4 separate regions of the Mus musculus genome follow, and all the other regions are linked to region 1. Evidence: chromatin contacts called from public HiChIP or PLAC-seq data. All regions are on one chromosome and are shown on one strand. Each heading gives the region's core, a stretch centred on a gene start, on an enhancer-like site or on the middle of the called end of the contact. The rest is flanking DNA. Distances are from core to core; before and after follow the strand shown.

What was found. HiChIP or PLAC-seq counts read pairs in DNA pulled down with a chosen protein or histone mark.
Region 2: a contact with region 1 is called in a FOXA1 HiChIP or PLAC-seq map of pancreatic cancer cells. The contact joins the enhancer-like site here to the promoter of Dpf1 in region 1. A contact is called at or near these places in 2 of 484 Hi-C or Micro-C datasets (embryonic stem cells and uterus), 15 of 115 datasets of contacts at active chromatin or transcription factors (the SCID.adh cell line, T-cell acute lymphoblastic leukemia, bone marrow-derived macrophages and 8 more) and 2 of 9 other capture datasets (embryonic stem cells and pancreatic islet).
Region 3: an HNF4G HiChIP or PLAC-seq map of pancreatic cancer cells shows a contact between it and region 1. The contact joins the enhancer-like site here to the promoter of Dpf1 in region 1. A contact is called at or near these places in 1 of 484 Hi-C or Micro-C datasets (cortical neurons) and 8 of 115 datasets of contacts at active chromatin or transcription factors (the SCID.adh cell line, bone marrow-derived macrophages, embryonic stem cells and 2 more).
Region 4: an HNF4G HiChIP or PLAC-seq map of pancreatic cancer cells shows a contact between it and region 1. The contact joins the enhancer-like site here to the promoter of Dpf1 in region 1. A contact is called at or near these places in 4 of 484 Hi-C or Micro-C datasets (cerebral cortex, cortical neurons, embryonic stem cells and 1 more) and 5 of 115 datasets of contacts at active chromatin or transcription factors (bone marrow-derived macrophages, embryonic stem cells, extraembryonic endoderm stem cells and 1 more).

The regions. Positions count from the first base shown.
Region 1 is chr7:29,304,529-29,310,235 of GRCm38.p6, reverse strand. Dpf1 (D4, zinc and double PHD fingers family 1) reads right to left here and starts at 2,235. Exons shown (of 12, transcript NM_001368371.1): 1 at 2,138-2,235; 2 at 665-825; 3 at 484-591. The coding sequence starts at 2,166.
Region 2 is chr7:29,494,083-29,499,789 of GRCm38.p6, reverse strand. All of the region lies in intron 2 of Sipa1l3 (signal-induced proliferation-associated 1 like 3), which reads left to right. Among named protein-coding and RNA genes, the nearest start is that of Sipa1l3, 8.5 kb to the left of the region's middle. Within about 2 kb of position 3,284, at least 47 of the 459 cell types and tissues checked have an H3K27ac peak or open chromatin away from gene starts, as enhancers often do. A contact at or near this core is called in pancreatic cancer cells, where this site is marked.
Region 3 is chr7:29,470,817-29,476,523 of GRCm38.p6, reverse strand. All of the region lies in intron 2 of Sipa1l3 (signal-induced proliferation-associated 1 like 3), which reads left to right. Among named protein-coding and RNA genes, the nearest start is that of Sipa1l3, 32 kb to the left of the region's middle. Within about 2 kb of position 3,118, at least 7 of the 459 cell types and tissues checked have an H3K27ac peak or open chromatin away from gene starts, as enhancers often do. A contact at or near this core is called in pancreatic cancer cells, where this site is marked.
Region 4 is chr7:29,451,350-29,457,056 of GRCm38.p6, reverse strand. All of the region lies in intron 2 of Sipa1l3 (signal-induced proliferation-associated 1 like 3), which reads left to right. Among named protein-coding and RNA genes, the nearest start is that of Sipa1l3, 51 kb to the left of the region's middle. Within about 2 kb of position 3,621, at least 146 of the 459 cell types and tissues checked have an H3K27ac peak or open chromatin away from gene starts, as enhancers often do. A contact at or near this core is called in cerebral cortex, pancreatic cancer cells and stem cell-derived neural progenitor cells, where this site is marked.

The sequences.
Region 1 (5,707 bases), core at 986-3,485:
ATATAGTTCCTCATGTTGTGTTGACCCCCCCAGCCAGAAAATTATTTCGTTGCTACTTCATAACTGTAATTTTTTTATAGTTATACATCATAAATGTAAATATGTTGTGCATGGTCTCAACCCACAGCTGGAGAACTGTTGCTAACTCTTACAAATACACAGTGAGACAGCCCTCAGCACCCACAGAAAGAAACACAGTCAGACACAGGTGTATCCCAGCTCCCTGGGAAGCACATGCAATCAGCCTTGATACATCTAGACATAGATGACACCATGTCCTCCAAACACCTGCTTGCCATGACCCACATAGCAGGTACAGCTGGCAACTCAGTCACTCAAAGAAAGTAACTCAAGACATCCGGGGACAGATAGTCTGCTGGAGGGACACTCAGGATAATAAAGACGAAGTTCAGCCGGGGAGCAGGGAGGGCTGAAGGCCTTGATTGGGGCCACAGCAGGCGCAGGGGACACAGCTCCACCCACCGATCTTGTACTCGCAGGGCCGGAGCCTGGGGTCCTCCAGGATGTTGAGTCTCCGTTTCTTCCTCCAACAGCGGGCGGGGTAAGTGTAGATCTGTCCCGGGGCCAAACCTGGAGGAGAGAGGCTGTGAAAGTGAGGTCCCCGGACTCAGGCCCCGCCCCACCCCAGCCTCGCGGCGAGTACCAGGCCCGCGGTGGGTCTTCTCCATCCAGATGTAGCAGTTGTTCTGGGCCACTCCGGTCTGCGAGTCGAGGAAAGGCAGGCGCAGGCTGCGCTCGGCACACAGGCGCGCGTTGTAGCTGCGACAGTGCTCGATGGCCTCCCGGTAGAAGTCCTCGCCAAGGCTGTGGGGGCGGGCGAGCAGCGGGCGGGCGGCTGTCAGCAAGGGCTAGTGCAGGGAGGCCCAGCACCCTCCCGCGGCTGCCCGTTCCCACTGCTCCGCAAAGGGCAAGCCGGCCAGGTCCACCTTCACCTCCCCCATCTTCTCCCACCCCTCTGGATCCGGGGGCGGGGCAGGGTGCTGGCAGGGAAGCAGCTACCTAAAACTTGATTATGTCTCGGGTTAAGAAGTGTTCACAGACAATATAAAAACAAACCAAAACATACCGGGACCCATCCACACATGAACGTAGCCAAACACCCAATACAAACAAATCGCACATGGCCACACGGGATTCACACACAAAGAGAAACGTATCCCAATCTTCACAAAGGAGTAGCAAACAAATTCTCTCTGTCACACAGACACACATCTCTTGCAGAACACAAATAATCCAAATCAAAAAAAGCCATAGAACTACCTATGAATGTCATGTATCCAGAGACCCAGATGGTTCCAGAGACAGCTTATCCACAAAGACCCACAACATGGAAACACACCACACAACACTCATCCCAACAGTCACACAATGTCAAAAGATAGGGACCCTATAAACATTTACATATGCGCTTACATATCCATCCAAAGACACTCCAGCCAAACACACAATACAAAGACATCACTGAGATTTTCAAGGGTACACATACACAGAAACCCCAAATTTAAAATGCATCCCCAAATACACAGGTACACGCCTTGGAAACAGAGGGGCAGTCAGGTCTGCTCATGTTCACACAAAAATTTAGACCTATCCTCACACGTCCATATCCAAAGACACAGAACATAAATGGTGCAGATTCGCCAGACATGTGCACACACTTCGAGACCCAAATACTCAGATAGGTAGTGCAGAATAAAAGAAACCCTATACATACCCACACATTCAGCTACAAAGCAAAAAGCAATGTATAAGTCGCTCAACACACTCCACACCCCAAGACAAAGGTAGCGTGGATTCGAGTGTACCCAGGCCCCAGCTTCCCTAGACCATGTACCCTCTCTCAAACCCTGGCATCCCTGGGAGGGGACATGACCCCTTTCCCCTAAAAATCCTTGGAGACCCCTCCCCCACGCCCTCTCCCAGTCCTGGAGCAACGCGTCGGACATCATTCTTGCTAAACACCCTCAGTCACATACACTCGCACCCCCGCACGCGGTGACAGCCCCCTGACACCCCACCAGCCCCACCCCCAGCGGCCACACACATACACACGCGCGCGCGCGGCCGCACAGACCCGCCCGCGCCGACTCCCCCGCCTCGCGCCCACCCGCACCACCTCAGGGGGCTGGGGATGACCGTGGCCATCTTGCTCCCCGGGTCCTGCCCCCAGCAGGTCCCTGCCGGGTCGGTCCTCCCAGCGGTCGGGCGGGCGCTGAGGCCGCCCATCCATTCATTCCCAGGGGGCGGGAGCACGAGGATCTCAGCCAATCAGGATGGCAGGGCGGGCCGCCCAGGCCATGCCGGGAGTGGTAGTCCCTAGCGGGTCCTCCGACCCAGGGGGTGGGGTGGGGGAGGGATGGAGGATCTCGCAGTCGTTCACACACGCTCACTCACACGCACTTCCAGCCCCACGTGCACAGACGCATGCACGCACACACGCGCACATGGCAGCTTACACATAGTCACACTACACTCGCAGACTTCCATTCACCCCACCTTCACGCACAACCGGCCACAGGCGCGCGGGGACCTCGCAGGTGCCCACCCAGCTGTGTCACCAGCACGCCAAACGCCACCTAGCACTCCAAGCTGTAGAGAACCCATCGTGACTGAGAGATGACTCTCGCGGCCACCCCAGTCCACTCCTACGAAGGACTACAGAACTGCCTTCCTTCTTCCTGGCCTCAAATCCTCGCTTGTGGGACTTGGTGCGCATGACTTAAGCTAAGCGTTCTGGGCCTGTCTCAACGGACTGAAGATTACAATAGCAACAGGGTAAGTGACTGTTTTAGGGACAGCATCTTGCTGTTCAGCCCAAACTGGCCATTTTTCCTGTCTCTCCAAGTGCTGAAATTAGTGTGTGACGCCATACCAGGCAAGTGCTGGAATTAGTACCTGGCAGATACCTATAAATTCATTTATTCCACCGAGAAGATATCTACAAAGAGGATCTGATATGTACCAAGGCATAAAGTGGTTGCACTGTTATTAGGAAGAATAAATAGCCTGCCTTAGCAGGTGTTCAACAAATATTTGTTGAGTGAATACTTAACACTCACTATGTGCTTAACACAGCTCTCTCCAGGTTAAACCGGACTATCCTCATTTTCTAGAGAAGGGCTTTGAGATCCTGGGAGGAAACCTTACCTGTTCTCAGCCCCTGGCTGCTGTCTGGATATAGAATTCGTGTGCCTGCACACGTCCCTACAGGATCCTCCTTGCCTCCTTTTCTCTCCCACACTCTACCCTAAGAGATCCCCAGAGAATGAGCTGACCTACTGAATATCACACACACACACACACACACACACACACACACACACGACTCACACTCAGCCCCACCTCTGGGGAATAACTTAGCATTCTGATTAGAGTGGCAGCATAAATTAGCATATCAAGTGTTAATACAAAAAAAATTCTTGTCCAGCAGGGGGCGGTCCACCCATCATAAGTCTCAAGGTTTCCCGCACTTCACACACACAATACACCTCTAGACTGCTATAGCTCCCTTCCACAAATGTCCCCATCCACCCACCCACCCACCCATCTCAGGCGTCCCCCGGCACTGCAGGGTGTCTGATTTACGTCCTGCCCAGGAATAAATAAGGGGTGTGGGTACCCCTCACATAGTATCATCTCCAGACCATGCCATGATACGTCCAGTCTCCAGACCCAGTATTGAGCTCAGAGGGTCCTTGTCACAATCCTCTGCCACCCTCCAGATTCCCAGCACACCAACTTGATTTCGCAGCTCTACCTCAGCCCTTACACTCAGATCCTGTCACCTCTGAAGCCCAGGCTACTACCAGGAAAGGCCCCGGCTCTCTTTCCTTTCCCATCACTGTCACAGACCCTTCCTAGAATGCTCTCCTCAGAACTTGGCCCTCCCAGTCCTCAGTTGCCCAAGCAACGCTCCTGCCCAGGAGCCCAGTGCCCTGTGTGATAATGCTAATTACTCGCTATTTACATCAATACTTTGAGTCGGGCTCTGTGCAGAGAGAGTGCTTGACAGAGACAGGATTTTTAGTGAGGTCCTATGGCTCGGGTATGTCACCCTAGCATTCGACCACAGCCTGTGCCTAGAGAGTTTTTAAGACTCTGTCTTGAAAACAGAACAAAACAAACAAAAACCCACAAGACTAAAAGATGGAGCAGAGCGTGCTGGCACACACTTGTAATCCCAGCACCTCACAGGTGCCAAGGGGAGGTCAGAAACTCCAGGCCAGCCTCCTTGACTTAGTGTCTGAGGCCAGCTTGAGCTGTCCATAACGACTAATTCAACAGTCTCCTCGAGCCTTGCTGCGGACCCCTTCAGGAAATGCAAACTGCTCTGCTGCCCAACCCACACACAGTAACACTGAGGCCCAGAGCGGGCTTCAAGCCAAGTGTGAATCCAGGCAGAGAGAACTGCAGCCAGCGCCAATGGACTCTTCTTCCCAGGGGGATTTGGCTCTAGCCCTGGCCTGGAGTTCCTGTGTAGACCAGACCAGCAGACATTCTCCTGCATCTGAGATTAAAGGCGTGGGCCACCACGACCTGTGGCTCTGGCACTCCTGAGGAGCAAGTGTGTCCTCACTTCCAGCCCAATAGACAGACCCTTTGGAGGGTACCCTGAAGAGATTGGCTGCCCCCTCTACTCCTGCAGAGGGCACACCACACACACTTCCTCCAACGTGTCTGCAGACCCACCAACGCAGATTGGAACTCCAATCTTCACTGATTTCAGGGTATCCCTCCAAAAGGCAGACCTCTGTGTGTGTGGCTTTGAATGAGAGGCAAGCATAGCATATTATCATTACTCTCCCCTTCACACTGACCCAGGCAGCAGACAGTCCCCCATGCTCCACTGTAAATCCCTGGCCCCTAACTCTAACCCACCCCCCATACCAGAAACCAGAAGCAACTGGGGAGGGGCTTTGGTCCAAATAACCCTTCTGTGGGTGGATGGGGGTTGGGGACGCACACCCCTTGCCATCCCAAAGCTCCAGGCTCAAGGTCAAGTCCGTGAGTGCAGGGGGTGGGGAAAGGGGGAGGTAGCCCCGGCCCCTTTGTGCGGCGCCGCGGGCGCTCGCCCTCCGCCTCCTCTGCCGGGCCGGGAGCGGGGGAGGGGAGTGCCGCTCTCCTGCAGGGAGAGAGGGCGGGAGCGGCCACGCTCCTGTCACTCGGAGCCGGCTGTCACCGCCTGGGAAAGGGGATGGGGGGGTGGGGGATAGAGAGCGCAGGGACCCGGGAGTCCGGGATCCCGAGAAAGGACAGAGAGAGGGAGATATAAAGAGGTGAAGCTGACATCGGGTGGCAAAAAGCTAGGAGGGACCGGGAGGGGCTAGCCTCGGACCCCGGCGGCCGGGTGTCCAGTCACCCGGCCGAGCAGGCAGCCAGCGCTCTGAGGAGAGTAGAGCACAAACCCAAAGGGAGGGAATTCCCGGAGAGGGAGGGCGCTCCCAGCACCGGCTCCAGAGGCACCGGTCCCCAAGGGGATGGGAGGTGCTCGCGTTAGATGGGTATGGGCGGGGAGAAGGAGGAATACAGTGGTCCAAGCCGACCGAGACATCGGGACTTCTAGGTCTGGGAGACCCGAGAGCAAAGAGAGGAGACAGTAAGGACTCAAATGGGGATGGCCTTAGCTTCCACTCTGCAGCCACGGGGTTCCCGGAGAAAGACCCGACAAGAGGATGCTGCTTTGATG
Region 2 (5,707 bases), core at 2,035-4,534, 190 kb before region 1:
TTTAAAAAAAAAAAAAAAAAAAAAAAAAAATCAAAACAAAATGGAACATATGTAGGTATTTTTCAAAATCATGTTTTTTTGCTTAATACAATTCTAAGATTTATCCGGACAGATGTAGCCGTAGGTCATTTTTTTTTTTTTTAAACCACTAGACTGCACTTCTGTTTTAGTCATGTTCTTTGCTATTCATGATATTTGTTTTATTTATGTGTGTATGTTGTATGTGTGTGTAGGCACATATAATGGTGTGGTACACATTTGGAGGTCAGAGGACAGTTTGTGGGAGTTGGTTCTGGGGATTGACCTCAGGGTTTGACCCAATGTTGGATGACCTCACCTGCTGAGCTATCTCACCCACCGGACATTCTTGCTGTAGTCATTTCCATGGCAACAGGTATTCTATTGGTTTTCATGGTTGCTTTTGCTCACCATGTGTTACTCAACTTATTACTAGGTGTACATGGACAGGAAGTTTGAGATTGCTGGGCATGTTAGATATAATCTCTTTGCCCACTATACGTTTTCACCAAGGACGTATGAGGGGTTTGAGTTTCCTTTGATCTGTGTCTTGTCTCAGTCGGTTGGGTAAAGCTTTCCTAGTGTAACGGACACGAAGTCTTCCTGTGGTGAATTTGCAGTGTTCTGAAGATGTGTAAGGCAAGGCCACTCTTGTTTCCTTCCTCTCCACACTGCTGTGCATTTTGGGCCACTTTTTCAAGGGTTTATTCATTTATTCTTTTGGTTTTGTTTTGTTTGTTTTTCCAGACAGAATTTCTCTGTGTAGCCCTGGCTGTCCTGGAACTCACTCTGTAGACCAGGCTGGCTTCAAACTCACAGAGGCGGCCCACCTGCCTCTGCCTCCCGAGTGTGGAGTTAACGGCATACGCCGCCATTACACCTACGGATTAGATTTTCTTCCTAAGGTAACAGAAGAGTTCAAACAGTAGCATAAGCAACTAACAACTTTACTAATCTGTAGTCTGTCCTAAGCATGGAGCTTGTTGTCCCTCAAAGAAGATCTCATGTAGGCCGGACAGGACTGGAACTCCTGCTCCTCCTCCTGAGGCTGGGTTTATAGGTATATGCCACCACACCCTACTGAAAATGAAGGGTTTGCAGATATCAGGATGGGAGCTTTATATGTTGCCCTTTTTTATTCTTAACTTTATTCCACAAATACTGACCAAGCACCTGAGAGAGGAGCTAGTTGATGTGGGGGCTGGGGAGATGGCACTGTGTGAAACAAACTTCCTGTCCCTGGTTGTATATAGACCTGTTGTAAAGGGAGCCATCGGAAAGCGTGGCAGGCAAGAAAAAGGCTTGGACTGGGCGGGCTCCAGTGCCATGCTTGGGGAAAGCCTCTCTGGGATGACACCGGAGCACTGGATAGCTAGGGGAAGAAGAACACTGGGGTGTAAGATAGAGGCAGCACAGAGGGCCTGAGGGGAGATGGTGCCTGGGGCGTGGGAGGGAGAATGGTGACCCTGTGTGTGGAGAGGTGAGGGGCAGAACACCCGAGCTCTTAGGGCTCACCAGGGTGAGGTGAGCCTTGGGCTGGGCACTGAGAAGGAGGCGGGGGGGGGGCGGTGCACACAGGTGGGAAAGTGATCCCAAGTCACCCTAAGTTTAAAGCTTTAAAGCTTCCAGCATTGTCACCCTGTAACCTGTATATTCAGAATCCTCTATTGCTGTAAACATAGCCAGTGTTTGTCCCTATAAGATAAGGCTTCTTTAAAGACAGGACTATCGTCGTTGTGATTAAGATAATTCAGAATAAGTTTTTACATCATCTGGGTTGGGCAGTGTTAACACTTAGGTCCCTCACTGTCTTTGTAGAACCTGTTTGTTCCACCACCAGTTCCCCTGGACTGGTTCCCAACCCTGTTAAATTTCTCTTAATCTTTTATAGGGAAGAGCATCCTCTCTTTCTCCTATCTTGGGCTGTGTGTGTGTGTCTGTGTGTGTGTGTGTAGGTTTGCGCATATGTGCGAGGGCAGGGCACCTAGTATCTTTATTTTTCTCTTTTATTTCCTTAAGACAGGGTCTCTCTTTTAATTAGAAGCCTGAAGTTTTGGCTAGGCTAGACCGGCTAACTCTCAGGGATTACAGGCACACATTATGTGGCTTTTCTGTGGATAGTAGAGATTTGATGATCTTAGGTCCTCATAGTTGTACAGCAAGTGACCTGACCCTCTGACCCTTCTACCCAACCCCGCACTTTGGCTTTTACTTGCTTTAACCCCTAGGCTGGCCTGGAACTCAAGACTTTGCTGCCTCAGTCTAGGATTACAGGTTATGCCACCATATCTGTGCTTTCTGGCAGCTGACCTGATGAAGAGAGCTGCGTCATTTGTTCTGTATACAGGGAAGTCTAGAGTGGACCGTGCTTTCCCTGTGTTTGCTGTAAATGAGTAGCTGGGTTTACATTTGTGCACACGTGTACACCTGAAGACCAAGTGAACTTCAGCTTTGATACACAGCAGGTGTACACGTGTGCACACATGCTCACATATGCACATGCACGCATTGTTTTGGCAGGAAGGGCATGGCCAACTCCTGGTGTTGCGGTGCCTGTATCCAGTAGGTACCATGGAGAAGTCCATTGTCTTCTGTGTTAGTGGCCGTGGGTGACTGTTGCCTAGGTCTGTTTTGTCATTGGCGGTCTGCCAGCATTGTGACATTATAATATGCCCTCTCCATCTCGCTGGACTTGTGCTGGAAGGAGAAACCACATGTATTATTCATCCCCACTCCCCTGCCCCCTGGGGTCTGGCTCTTTTGAACCTTTGCTTACATTAGAAATGAGGACTGAACCAGCAGCCTGGTTTCTAATCTGCACAATCTGGAACCGTGATTACAATCTTCCTGAGGGTTTTATGTTCGTTCCTTCGATCTTTACAGGACCTTGATACTGCACACCCAGATACTCGACCCAGCTGTCCCCTGGGCAGGTGTGGTTACCCCAAGCCTCACCTTTGGCCAGGTGGGACCTTTGGTTTTGCCAGTCAGCCGGCATCACTAAGAAGAAACTCTAGGCTGTTGACAGTACCCATCCCCCACCCCCAATATGTTTTCTGACTTTGGGAGTCTGTGAGGGTCTGCCCAGGAGCCAAGGTTTCATTCTTCCTACTTGGGTCAAGAGGCTTCTGAGTATTGTGCTGCTTCTGAAGAGGCTTTCCAACCTGACAGAACAATGAAGGGCTCTGCTCTGGTGGAGAGAGGCCATTCCTGCTAAGTGGCCTGGCCAGGGGGAACTCTGACCCTGGGCTCGTTATCTGGGTCATGGATTCTTTAGAGCAATAGCATGCTTAGAATCATTTGGATGCTTTGGGACCAGTTATGCATTGTCCTACCCAATCCCCAAGAGCCTCTTGGCTTCTAGAGAGTGGGAGGGGAGTGTTGGATGTGCAGCGAAGGGCCGTGTATTAATCCATTGGGTTGTTGACATATTTCGTAAATATTCCTTGAGCTTTACAAATGTTTCAGGACCTGGGGACAGAGCCCGAGGTTTATGCTCAGGGCGAGGGGTACAGATAACCAGGAGTAAATGACTAATAAGGTAATGGCAGGGATGAGTAACACTGGGAAGTCATTAAAGCAGAATGGCAAGGGACACACTGGGGGTTGGGGGGGGTGCTTCCCTCTGGCCAGGGTTGGGACACATCCACTGAGGTGGACCGCCCTCATAAAAGTCAGCTGAAGAGCTTTTCTCACAAGAGCAGGTGCAAGGTCCTGAAGCAGGAGTGCTTTTGGTGTGGCTGGAGCTGGAGGAGGCAGCAGAAGGGCCACGGTGAGGGCCTGGTGGAGTGTGTGAGTCGCCTCTCCTTTGTCTTCTGGCTACCCAAAGAAACACCAAGGAGGGGCTTTGAGGCAGCCTGGGCCAGCTGAAGGGGAAGGTACAGTGCAGGGTCAGAGTGCTGGCTTTGGTGCTGTGGAGGTGAACTTGACGGGGAATTGACAGAAAGGGTAGTGAGAAGGGTAGAGCATTATCCAGAGAGTTCAGACCTGGTTTGCGAGTAATGCCACTTAACACAGTAACCACAGCCTCCATGCCTCCCCCCATCCCCCACCTTTCCAAGACAGGGTTTCTCTGTGTAGCCCTGGCTGTCCTGAACTCAGGCTGACCTTGAACTCACAGAGATCCCCCTGCCTCTGCCCCTTAAGTGCTGAATTAAAGGCATGCACCACAACCACCAGGTATTCCCAGTCTCCTTTGACATGGGTTGATGTGGTTTCTCACATCAGTGTACGCACGCACACACACACACACACACAGACAGCCAGACACATAGTGGATAGCCTTCATGTAGGGCTGGCTTCAGACTTGGTATCTAGCCAAGATGGCTTTGAACTCCTCATCCTCCTGCCTGCACCTCTCTAGCCCTGGGATTACAGGCATGTGCCACCTCCTGGCTTCATATACTCTTTATTTCACCCTTTGCCGAGAAGGGGCATTGAGCCCCAGAGAAGTGATGCTCTCTTTACTGTTCACTACTTGGGGCTGGAAGTAGAAGCTGCTGGCTGTGGAGAGACCCATTTCTCCTTCCCTTCAGCCACAGCCTTCAGTCTACAGTGTCACCACAGCCTGTGGAGAATGTCCATGTCTTACACGGATTCAGAGTAGGATGAAGCATACCAGCGGCATTGCCTGATATCTTCCCTGATAACCCAGATCCTGACATGACTTTTATTACGGTCTTTATTACAGGGCAGAAAGCAGGGACTTTACCACTGCTGGCCTGGGTATACTCTACACGTGGCTCTGATGAGGTGTGGCTAGGCTCTGACCTTCGACTTGCTGAACGGATGGGCTGAAGGTTTTCTCACGTCCGTCAAATCCTTCTCGCCACCTTCCCCAGTGCGCAGCCAGCGATCCATGGTTTACTTGGTGTCTCAGAGGAGACTGTCACCCACCCACAAGTGTGGTTTTGCTTCCATGCTCACTGATCATCCTCAGGTGCACGAATTAAAACTCGTCACCGCACACTTTGAGTTTAGGCTTTATAACAAGGAGTTTAAATCTTGAGAAGCCACACAGTTCCAACAGTGGAACGGAAACGTGTAAAATGTGCATCTTCCCTCCATCTTGCCATCTGTGGCCTGACCTGCCACCTAGTTCCTGCCCAGGGGATGTTATGGCCCTCCCTTCTCTCCCTCCTCCCCCTCCCTGCTGGTCTGGAATTTATAGAGATCTGCCTGCCTCTGCCTCCCAAGTGCTTAGAATAAAGGTGTGTGCTATGAAACCCGGCTTCCCTGTTGATTCTCTTCATCTGTCTTAAAGTCTCCTATAGACCAGGCCTGCCTGTCTTGTCTACAAGAGATTCCCTACCCCTTGTCTCCACTCCCAAATGCCGGCTTTACAGGCTTTCACTACCACACCTGTATCTGTCGGCACATCTCTGACACAGTGAGGTGGTCTCAGTGGCCTGGTGAGAGAGGATTTTCTATACTAATATGCAGAGAAGTCAGACTGCTGCTGGCATGTGGTGAGCACTCACAGGCTGGCTGTGTTCCGGGCCTGCCCTTTCATTTTTCTGTGGCTCTACCTTTCTTGAATGGTCTGTCTTGAGGCTCCTCCCACGGCAGTGGTCAAGGTCTGTGGCATGGCGTTCTCTCCTATCAGGGCCTTGCTGGGTGGACAGATCGTTCTGCCCTTTCTCTCTCACTATCTCTGATTCCAAACAGCCTTTGTTTGCTTCTTGGGTTT
Region 3 (5,707 bases), core at 1,869-4,368, 170 kb before region 1:
AGGCTGGAGTTGAATTCCTGATTCTCTCGTCTCAGCCTACCAGGAGCTGAGATTACAGCCATGTGCCATAGCTAGTCTTTTTTTTTCTTTTTCTTTTTTAAGATTTATTTGTTTTCATTTTATGTGTATGAATGTTTTGCCTGCATGCATGCGGGTATACCACGTGTGTGCCCGGTGCCCTTGGAGGGCAGGAGAGATTCCCTTGCACTCACATTACAGATGGTTGTGAACCACCATGTGGGTGCTGGCAACTGAACCCCAGTCCTCTGCAAGAGCAACAAGTGCTCCTGGCCGCTGAGCCACCTCTCCCACCCCAACCCTTGATAGTTTTTGTTTGTTTTGTGTGAGCGGCCATATGTGCCCCACGGCACACCTATCGAGAGCAGGAGAAAACCTGCAGGAGTCAGTTCTCTCCTTCCACCACGTGGGTCCTGAGTGTCAAGCCCAGGTTATCAGTCTTGGCGGCGCACACCTTTCCCTGATGAGCCACCTCACCAGCTCTGTGGTCTTTGTTTTTAATGATGGCTTTTGCAGTTTTGAATTCATGCCTGGCCTGGCCTCCCTGCTGCTCCTCCAGCACCTCTAGTGTGTCTCTGCCCTCCAGGGCTCACAGAGCCAGGGGCTCTTGTTGATGCCCCCGGATTCTAGGTCAGCCTTTCACGCGGTTTCAGGTTTTAGGAGTCAGTATTTTGTTGCTCTAGTTCTAAACATGAAACTTTAAAGGGATTTTGACTGGGGCTGTAGTTTGATTGCCGTGTGTGAGTCTCTGTGTTCTGTCACCAGCACTGTAAAAAAGAAAGGGGACGGAAGGGAGTTAGCTCACTGATCAGCACACACACAGTGTATCTCAGGTGCCCTACCTGACCTTCGAGACACGGGGACATCATTAAGCCAGTGACTGCCCTCCTGAAGCTGAGTCTGGAGGAAGAGGCAGGAAACACGTATGTTCAACAAGTAGCTTGCCTAAACCCAAACATCTTAGTCAAAGTTGTATTGCTTTAAAGAGATACTTTGATCACAGCACCTCTTATAAAATAAAGCATTTAACCGGAGCCTTGTGGGCACGCAGGCAGACATGTTGCTGGAAAGGTAGTTGAGAGTTCAACGTCTGGATCGGAAGGCAGCAAGAAGAGCAAGTGAGCCTCTGGACATTTGAAACCTCAAAACCCACTCCCTAGTACCATCTTTTCTCCAACAAGGTCACACCTCCTCATAGTGCCACGCCCTGGTGACCAACCATTCAAATCTGTGAGCCTTTGGGGCCATTCCTATTCAAACCACCATAAGAGCCATGAGGCATACCACGAAGGAGGGAACACTGAGAGAGCCAGGAAGACACAGCGTGTGGAGGACTGGTGGTGTGTAGACCCCAGTGGTGGGGGAGGACATGACAGCCTGAGACACGTTTGCTCTGAGGCTTAGGGCTGAATGGTAGCAGAGATAGAGCAGGGTACCCCCGGGACTCTTGGGAAGGCCCAGACGCTGTGTAATAAGGCCCACTTCAGTGTCCCCGGGACACGGCTGTACAGAGGGGCTCCTCCTACCTTTCAGCTGCGGTCCGTACTCGGTCTCCTCCTCTGTTGCTTGAGGTGTGGTACCCATTGCATCAGTGGATGTGATGAAGCTCCTGGGTGGGACAAGGCTCCAAGGATTCACTGACATCTGTGGCATATAAAAACAGCTAGGGTCAGAATCTAAAGTGAGTTGATGACAGTACTGTCAAACACGGGGGCTTGGGGAAGGTCAAGGGACGGAGACCCTGGGATTGTGGGAGGATTCATGCGTGATGGTCAGAGAAGGTGGTTTTGATTTTGCAGTGAGCCAAGGTGACAGTCAGAGTTTAGGACCTGGGTGGCCAAGGGTGCTAAATAACCTATAATGCATGCGATGAGTCCAGCAACAAAAGATTGTTCACCCTAAGTGCCAGCAGGAGCCTGACAGGGAGGGCTATCCTCAGACTTTACCCTGGCTCTCCCTCCTGCTCTGTCCTTGTCCTGCGAGATTTCTTTCCCTAGTGTAGTAAGATGACCATAGACTCTCGAAATGTCTGTAGAAACTTCAGTTCCACAGTGTCAGTCAGCTGGTCTACACAGTGTGAGGCCAAGTACATGACCATGGTCATCTGTCAAGCAAGGTTTGTAGGTTGCAAGTGACAGAAACCAACCTTGGGCCACAATAGGGAGGGCGAAGCAGAGCTGGATGAGTGTGTCCAGTGCTTGTTCAGGCCCTCCTATGCCAGGGAGTGGCGGGAACTCTGCAGCTGGCCTCATGGCTGCGGACACCAGCCTCCCCTACCCTTTCTGCCCTTTTTTGCACTTGGTTTGAGAGCAGTGAGGTGGTGCTGAAAACAGGAGGGTGCCATGAGGATGCCCTAAGTTGGCTTTTTAGTTGAGTTTAGAACAGTACCAAGTACAGAACATGAGGCTAAAGATGTATTAGCTGCCATTATTTTTAATTTTGCTGCTTATGTGATTACCATTGTTTTGTTTGTTTGTTTGTGGGGTATTTTGACAACTTGAAATTGTAATTCTTTTTTTAAAAGATTTATTTTAATTTTATTTTATGAATACACTATAGCTGTATAGATGGTTGTGAGCCTTCATGGGGTTGTTGGGGATTGAATTTTTGGGACCTCTGCCCGCTCTGATCAACTCCGGTCACTCCGGTTGGCCCCGCTCACTCAGTCCCTGCTTGCTCTGGCCATAAGTACACTGTAGCTGTCTTCAGACACACCAGAAGAAGGTGTCAGATCTCATTATGAGTGGTTGCGAGCCACCATGTGGTTGCTGGGCTTTGAACTCAGGACCTTTGGAAGAGCAGCCTTACTCTCATCTCTCCAGCCCAAAATTATAATTCTTGAGCAAGAAATGATTGGTCCAGTTTAAATAAATGTGTCTGTGAACCCTGTGATTGGCAGTCCCCAACCTGTTCTCGACTTCTTGTTGCTGTGATAAAACACTTGTGACCAATATCGACTTGGGGAAGGGGAAGGCTTCTATGGTGTATACTTCTTGATCACAGTTCGTTATTGAGGTAAGTCAGGGCAGGAACTCGAGACAAGAGCTTGAAGCAGAAACCGTAGAGGAACACTGGTCTTGGCTCACTCTGGCTGACTCAGACGTATGCTCAGCTGACGTTTATGACCCAGGCCCATCTGCCTAGGGCTGGTGCAACCCATATTGGCCTGGGCCCATCTGCATTAATAATCAAGGCAGGCTCCCATTGGCATACCCACAAACCAACAGTTACCTGACTGAGCCTTTTTTCCAGGTAACTCTAGCCTGTGTCAAGCTGACAGTTAATACTGACTGAGACACCACTTCACCTCTGAGCTATGGGGAGAGGGGGAACAGCAGTTTCTCTAAACAAAATGGACAGTTGTGAACAGGAGCTGGGACAAGTGTCCTACATGTTCAGTACTTTGACTCAACATGTGGTAGTTTTTCACCCTGGCTATGGCTTGTACTTAGGAGGGACAACAGTTTACTAGACCTCCCCTTCACTGCGCCCCAGTTGTGGAGAAACAGCTGGGAAGTGAGGGGCTAGAAGAGGCCAGGAGCTAAGAGGAGTTCTTGGTCCTGAGGAGGTCATCAGTAAAGGGACAAACACTCAGGGAATGGGAATACTAGTGGGAATATACAGCAAGAGCAGGCACCTAAAAAGAAACAGTTTTATGCCAGATGGTGGTGGCAAGAAACCCAGTTTAAAGTGAGGTCATATCCTGGTGCCCCATGGGCATTTAATAAATAGGACTGCATAATCTCTCAGATGCAGGGTCCTATAGTCCGTCCATTGTGACAGTTAAGGGACCCCATGTTGGAGAACTACACTCTGTTGACTGGGATGTAGAGATGCGACTATGAGGTGCACCTCTGGGCAATGCAGATGCTGATGCAACGGCTTCCTCAGTCACAAGCAGCTGGTGAGGGTGGGGGCTCATAGCCTTGGTAACACTTAGTAGAGTTTCCTTGGTAACAAAGAACATTGTAACCCCGCTTCCTGATACCTGCTACTGTACAGAACCATGAACCCAGAGAGTTTCCCAGCAGCCCTAGGAGGCCTAATGCACAGAGCCTTGGGGAGTTGTGAAGCTTGCTCAGTGCGCAGTAAGTGCAGAGTCGCACTAGGAACATGTCTCTGGTCTCCTGTACCAAAGCCTGGGCTCTTCTTCTCTTTAGTATTTTCTTTATAACAGTTTTATTTTGCCCTGGGTTATGCTTAGTGGAAGAGAAGGTACTTAGGATCTGTGAGGCCCTGGCTTCAGTGCCTAGCAACAACAACAAAAAGAAATTAAAACCACTATTTTAAATGGTTCAGAATTTTAAAATGCAGAGTTGGTCTCTTTTCCATATATAATAGACTTTGCACAGCACCTTTTTGCTTTCATTTTGATACAGGAGCTGAGTTGCCCTGTAGGCTTTGGGCCTGAGATCCTCCTGCCCCAGCCTTCTGATTAGCTCAGGTAATGAATGGGCTCACACCCCTAGGTCCAGCCTGTGAGCTGCTCCTTGTGGATGCGAGCACATATATAAACATGGTAGGTATACCACAGACTATAGAGTAGAGCCATGGGCTGGATTTGGCCCACTGCCTGTTATCCTATGACCTGGTAACTAAGAATAGGCTCTATGTGGGTTTTGTTTTGTTTTGTTTTTATTAGTAGAAAGAAAAATCAGGTCTCATGACACGTCAGATTATGGTTTCAATGTCATAAAGTTTATAGGACCCAGCCATGTTATCTGGTTATGTAGTGTCTGGCTACTTTAAGAGTCATTGCAAGAGTCAGTATGTCCCCCAAGCTTTCAGTATTTTCTCTCTGGCCCTCCCTACTTTCCTTCAGCCTGTGCCCCTCAGAGAAGACTAGCTCTCAGCATTTCTCTAGTCTGCTGCGCGCCTTTCTCCTCCCTGCCTTCTGCCCTCAGGTGGAGCCCAGCTGCAAGCTGTGGGCAACCCAGGGGTGTGGCCGCAGGTGGATCTGTTGGTATCTTCGCTTCCACACTCTGAGCACTGCTGGGGCACCAGCTGCTGGGCAGGCCGCTGGCCGGCAGCCAGCACAGGTTCCAGCCTGCCCACAGGAATCCATGGGCTAGTGGGGGAGGCTGACATTGTCTCTGTTTATTCAGATCTGCACTCACAGCCTTCTCTGACCTGCTCCCGGCCACCCCTGCCTTGTTTTTATTTTTGTGATACTCCAGAGAAAAGATAGATTAGGCTGATCAAAATCAGTTCTATGAATGAGTGTGTACAGACGCCCCAGCAAGAGGGCTCTGCTCTGCTCCCCCTTTCCCTGCCTGCCTGGCCTCTCCACCCCTTTTGCTGTGTAAATAGGAGCAGATAGGCAGATCTGTTTTGGTATGTCCTCCTTTCTATTACAAAAGCCAGCCAATTCAACATCCCATTGGCGCTTGGTCTTTACACTCAAAAGTGCATCCATCTTAGATCTCCCTGTGGCTTCCAGCTGGTACTGAAGGATGGGTAGGCTTTTATTTGCTGGAGGAAGAACACTCTTGCATGAGCAGCATGTGCAGGCAGCAAGGCTTATGGTCAGAGAAGGGGCATGGCCTTGTTTCTGAGAGCACCTAGGTATGTATGGCGTTCTGCTCTGTTTCCTTCTGTGTCCTGCTTTTCTCTGTGTCCAAGTACACATGGCCTTCATTGTAGGTGAGCAAGGGAGGGCCAGGACTGTCCTGGAGAACCTGTAAGCATT
Region 4 (5,707 bases), core at 2,372-4,871, 150 kb before region 1:
AGGTTATGAGCGCACTTCTTTCTCCTTGGACTTCTGGAGACACATATAGGATGCGCATTCACACAGCTGTGCAGGCTTGCTCACACAGGCTGACCTCAAACGTGGTATAACCGAGGGTGACTTCCGACTTCTGCTCTTCCTGCCCCTGCCTCTTAAGTTCTGGGATGGCAGGTGTGCGTCTCACTGGAACTTTGTGTCTGTTTTGAGGTCTCACCCTGTTGCCAGGCTGGCCCTGAACTCTCTGCTTGATCCTCATGCCTCAGTCTCCTGAGTGAGTGCTGGAGTTAGAGGCACGAACCACTGTGCCCAGTTTGCAGTGGCAAGAAATAGGTTGGGAAGATGACTGGGTTGGTGAAGTTCTTGTTACACATGAAGGTCTAACCTCAGGTTCTCAACATCTTTGTCCATGGCTCAGTGACACCCCTGGAGCCCCATGCTGGGGCTCACTGGCTGCCCACACCAGCCAACTTAGCTCCAGGTTCAGCAAGAGACCTGTCTCAAAAAGTCAGGTGGACAGTGACTGAGGGTGACAGCACAAGGTTGTCACCTGGTCTACATTTGCACGCACACCCACACACGTGCACTGGAACACAAAGGTACACAAAGGTAAAAAGCTGCTGTGCTGTGAGGTGGTTAGTGACAGTCCCACTGAGTATGACACAGTTTCCTGTCCAGTGTCCCCCAGCGTCTGTTTCTCCACTGCCTCTCAGCAGGCATATAAAATTGTCACTCAGAAATCCCTCATGCCATGGGATGTCACCCATATGGTGGAGCTCCAGAACTGTGTGTGTGTAATATACCTATGTGACGTTTTAGTAATTTAATTGTTTATTATGATAAAATAACATCAATATGCCATTTCAGATGTAGTTTAATTATGATTATTCTACAACATACATTTGTGTATAAGCATGTGTGTATGTTTGTATATGTGCATTTATTCATACAAAACTGTTCCCCTTAAATATTACAAAATATATAGTAACCTAGCATTCAAGAGTATAATTTTCAGATAGTATATCCCATTGTATTACTTGATAAATGAGTGTAATTGTTCCAAACAACTGTTTTAACTATCTTAACTGTGCTGCTTAGTTGCAGTAAGTACGTTCATATTGCTGCCCAGTCGCTGGCACATCCATCTAAAGAGTAACTTCCACCTTGCCAAACTGGACCAGGTCCCTGTAAACAGCAAGCAGTTCCTCAGGTTCCCAGCAACTGCTGTCCTTCCCTCTTGTCAGCGTGAAACTGAACACTCTCCGTGCACACACTGAGTGCAGTGGTGTGGTGTTTGTCCCTCTGTGCCTGCCGTACTTCATGTAGTGATGTCATCAGGTTTATCCATGATGTGGCAGGTATCAGTTTCCTTCCTCTTTAATCTGTAGATGGACGCTTGTCCCTTGTCTGCAGTGAATGACAAGCATGAGCCAGTGCTGAGTCTCCTCTCCACTCCAGTCCTTTGTTTCACTTAGATTTTTTTGAGGTGGCCCCCAGATTCTCTGTGTAGCAAACATGCCCTTGATGCTCCTGCCTCCTGTGCCACCACATCGAGTTCCCCACTTTAATCTCTGTGGGGTTATGTGCACAGCAGTGGGATTGCTGGATTGAGTTTAGTTCTCCAGTTAATTTTGTAGGGCACTGCCATCCCCTTCTCACAGCAGCTGGCGTGGATGCCAGCAGGACACAGAGAGCTAGCCTCCCCAGTTCTCTGTTGATATGTAGAAAAGGCTGGACTGGAACTCACACTAGATCTGCCCCTCCTGAGACGGTTCCTCCTGAGAGCTACGATTAAAGTGCATCACCTACATTTAAAAAAAGTAGTGCATGTCCTACAGTTGCAGCCATTTAACAGACTGTGAGGGCGTCTCCCATTTGGTTTGCATGGCTATTCAAGTCCTTTGTGGAGAGGAATGTTAATCCGCAACAAGGCTGCTCTGGCAAGGGATCATATCCAGAGACCTAGGTCTGTGATCTGGCTGGAATACAGACACACCTTTAATCCCCCTGGCCGGGATACAGACATGCCCGCCCTCAGTGCACACCCTTAATCCTAAACAATGTAGGTTAGATAAGGTGAGTTTGTAGACGGAAGCAGCCATGTTTGAAAGGGATGTCTAATTGAGGGTCGAAGCAGAGAAAGATTTGACAGAATGAGTCAGAGATAGGATACTCCAACTCTCACAACAGCAGCACAGGAAAGAGAGGCGACTTAGGAGCCGTGCAGGGAGAGTCAGTTGGGAGTCTCAGCACTGAGTGCAGTGCGGTGCAGCGGAGCTGAGTTTTTGAGTCTATGCAGTTCAGTGCAGGTCAGCAGAAGCAGTCGAAGCCAGAGAATAAGAGAGCCAGAAAATTAAAACAACTGCCAAGTTAGTTTGAGACTAAGCAGAACAGTTCATTGAGAAGCGGAGAGACGCCAGATTGAATCAGTCAGTTTGAGCCAGAACAGCTGAGTTGAACCAGTGAACCAGAGTTCAGAAAGAACTAGAAAGGGTGAGCTTATTCAGCCCTAAGCCTTTGAGACAATTACATCTGTCAAGTAAAGTTTTATTCAATCTTGGTCAGAGGACAATTCTGTAGACTTGTTTCTTCCCTCCACCTTTAGGTGAGTTCTGGGAATCGAACTCAGGTTGCTAGGTTTACATGGCACCCTTCACCCACTGAGCCCTCTTGCTGGCCCTAACCTCTCACCAGATCGGTGACTTGCAGATACTTTCTCCCATCCCATGGCAGCTTTTCTACCCACTATTCAGTAGAATAGTGTTTTAATACACAAACGACTTTCAGATATGTTGGGTCTTTTTTGTTATTGTTGCTGTCTGTGCTTTGGATATTGTAATGGAGAAATTGCTGCCTGGTTCAGAGCCACGAAGCCTTTCCCTGTGTCTTCTAAGGCTTCTGTGGGTTCGGCTCTCACACCAGGATCTCACGTGCATTCTGAGTTACATTTTGCATCTGGTGTAGGATAAGGGTTCAACTTCATTCTGGGGGTCCGGGTTTCCATTTTTCCCCGACTGTGCTTGTTGATAAGAATCTCATTTTGTCAAGTGACACGGGGGTGACCTTCACTACTGTAGCAAGCATTCTGTTCCCTGCTGTGCTCATTCTCCGTGGAGAGTAAGTTGGTGCTATGAATAACAGTAAACATGAAGAAGACAGTTCCTCTTCAGCTGGACACTTCTTCCAGGTCAGGAGTGATGAGCAAGGCAGACAGTCTGGAGGAAAAGACCAGAAACATGCAGCCATCTGCAGAAGTGTTCAGACAGTGAGTGGGCCTTTTGAGCTGTAGAACAAGAAGAGGCTCACAGAGGCTGCCCTAGGAAGAGTAACATATGTATCAAAGTCCGGTGCAAACCAGAAGAAGGAGTGCTATGTCCATCTCTCTCCCCTGAGCGCTTCCAGCTGTGGTCCGGAATCTCCAGATGGGCGTTGCCATGGAAGCACCCTCCACCTCTCACTTCCTGACTGAGTTTATTTGCGAGTTTCCCATGCTGGTGCCAGTTCCCAGCTGTAAATACAGACGTGGCGGGGTCCCTTTTTCCTGCTGCCTTGTAGCTGCCTGAGGGCGGATGTGGCTAGAATCCAGCGGGAGAGCCTCCTCCAGCCAGAGGCAGTTGTAGAACCTGCCGTGTCACAGTTTCTCTCCGTCCCAGCATGCTGTCTTTCAGGATGGTGCCAGCAAGCCTCTGCCTGTGCTTGGAAACACTAGAGTCCAGCTTGTGTCTGATGGAGACATGAGCTCATGAGAGCTTCCTCTACCACCCTGCTCCTGGGGAAGCCAATGGCCGGCGTTTTATTCAGACCCCCCACCAAGGCTGATTTGTCACCCTTCTGGCGGAAACTGTGCTCACTGTTCTTGGCCACAGAGAAGAAAGGGCTCTCTGACCTAAACAAAGGAACTGCCACCAAGATGAGGGAGGTCCGTGGCTCCCTGCTCCCTTGGACTGAAACTGTTCATTGTAGAATAATTTTGTTCTGCTAACCAGCATTGTCCACTGTCGTCACACGAGATGGCTGTGGAGGCTTCAGGCAGCACAATCTCACGGGGCCACCATGATCTATGCTAAAATGTCGTGTGGCACACACATGACTGAGCTCAAGTGTGCTCAGGCATCTTTAAATAATTTTTAATCCTTTTAACAATTTGATCAAGTGTTTATAATTTCCCTATTTTACAGCTGGGGAAGCTGCAGCAGGGGGTAAGCTAAGTTGTTGGCCAGATTTCTCCACAGCAGCCGTTTAGGCAAAAGGAGGGGATTTAACCAGAAGATGCTGATGTGGCTCAGAGAACCAGAGCTGGGCCTCAGAAAAGTCTATGGACCAGGCAGGCAGTTCCTTGGTTGCAGGTAAAAAGTAGCAACCAGACCTCGAACAAATGAGTGAAGGTGAGGATGTACTCCAGAAACCCAGAGGCGGAGCCAGTGTCTGTGGTGGTTAGTCAGGAAGGCGGGACTGTTCCCAGTGACCTACTTTGTTTCTATGCCTTCATTGGTTCAGAGGAACCAATTATTTCAGCATTGCCTACCACCCTGGCCTCCCAAGAGGCTGGAGTTGTATGACCCTGTCCCTGTCCTAAGAGGTTAGTTATCTGTCCGCTGTGATGCAGAGCTTCTGAGCTCCTCTCTGATGACATGTGTTGCTGGTATGTCTGATGGCGCGTGTTGGTGGTATGTCTGATGGCGCGTGTTGCTGGTATGGCTTTCCTAGAAACAATCACGGTAGCTAGAGGGGGTGTGGCTGTGATAATAGAGCCCATCCTGAACCCAGATGCTGGGGGGCATCCCCAAATGCCTTGGGATCAGAACATGAGTATGCTCTTCCTCACGGAGCCCTCCCCGCATCTCTGTGTTACTCACTGTCCCCCAGGAAGACTTGCTTCCTGCCTTTCCTGGTACTGCAGAGGAGGCCTGGCCATCTACAAGCTGCACACACCTTGCATCAGCCTTCCTTCCGGAGAGTCGTTCTCAGACAGTACCCAGAATAACCTGAGGACCTGAAGGTGTCTCTCCGTGGACTGTCTGGGGCCGAGGCGTGAGCTGTAGTGTACAGTAGGCTCGGCTAAAGTGAGTGCTTTCCATCGAGGGCATAGCCCCTGACGTCTCCTGTAGGCTTGCCTGCTCTGTCCTCTTTATAGGCCCCGTGACCCGGGATCATGTGAGCAGTACTCTGAAGGACAGATGCTGGGTCACACTTCTTGACTGCAGTCACCCTACAGCTTTGATTCACAGATGCTCTGCTGCAGGCTGAGAGTGACCCATTCATTTCTCAGATTCTAGAAGTGACCTCTTGTGGGCAGGTCATCGCTGCACTGTGGCCCACCAAGCCTAGTTTGCTGTGACCTCTGCCCACCACCCATCCTAGCCCAGTCCTGTAGGACTCTGCACCTGCCCTCTGCATCCTGACCCTCTGCTGTCCTATGCGTGACGTTTACTTTCTCTTCCTGGGCCACTCCTTTTTGTCCATGGGTTCTCCTTCCCTTAGTCCTCTGACCAGACTAATGCCAACGCCTCCTTTAGATCCCCCTCACACAGCACTCCAAAGGGCCTGCTTCCCCCTCCCCCGCAGCCCAGCCTCTTCTCTGAGCTATGAAACCTGCATCGTCAGGACCCCACCTCTGTAACGTCAGCCCCCTAAAGGCAAGGTCCAAGCCCCTTTGGTGAATGGCGTAACTGTTTCCCAAGATGTGCCTTACTTTAACTTGGACGTGGGG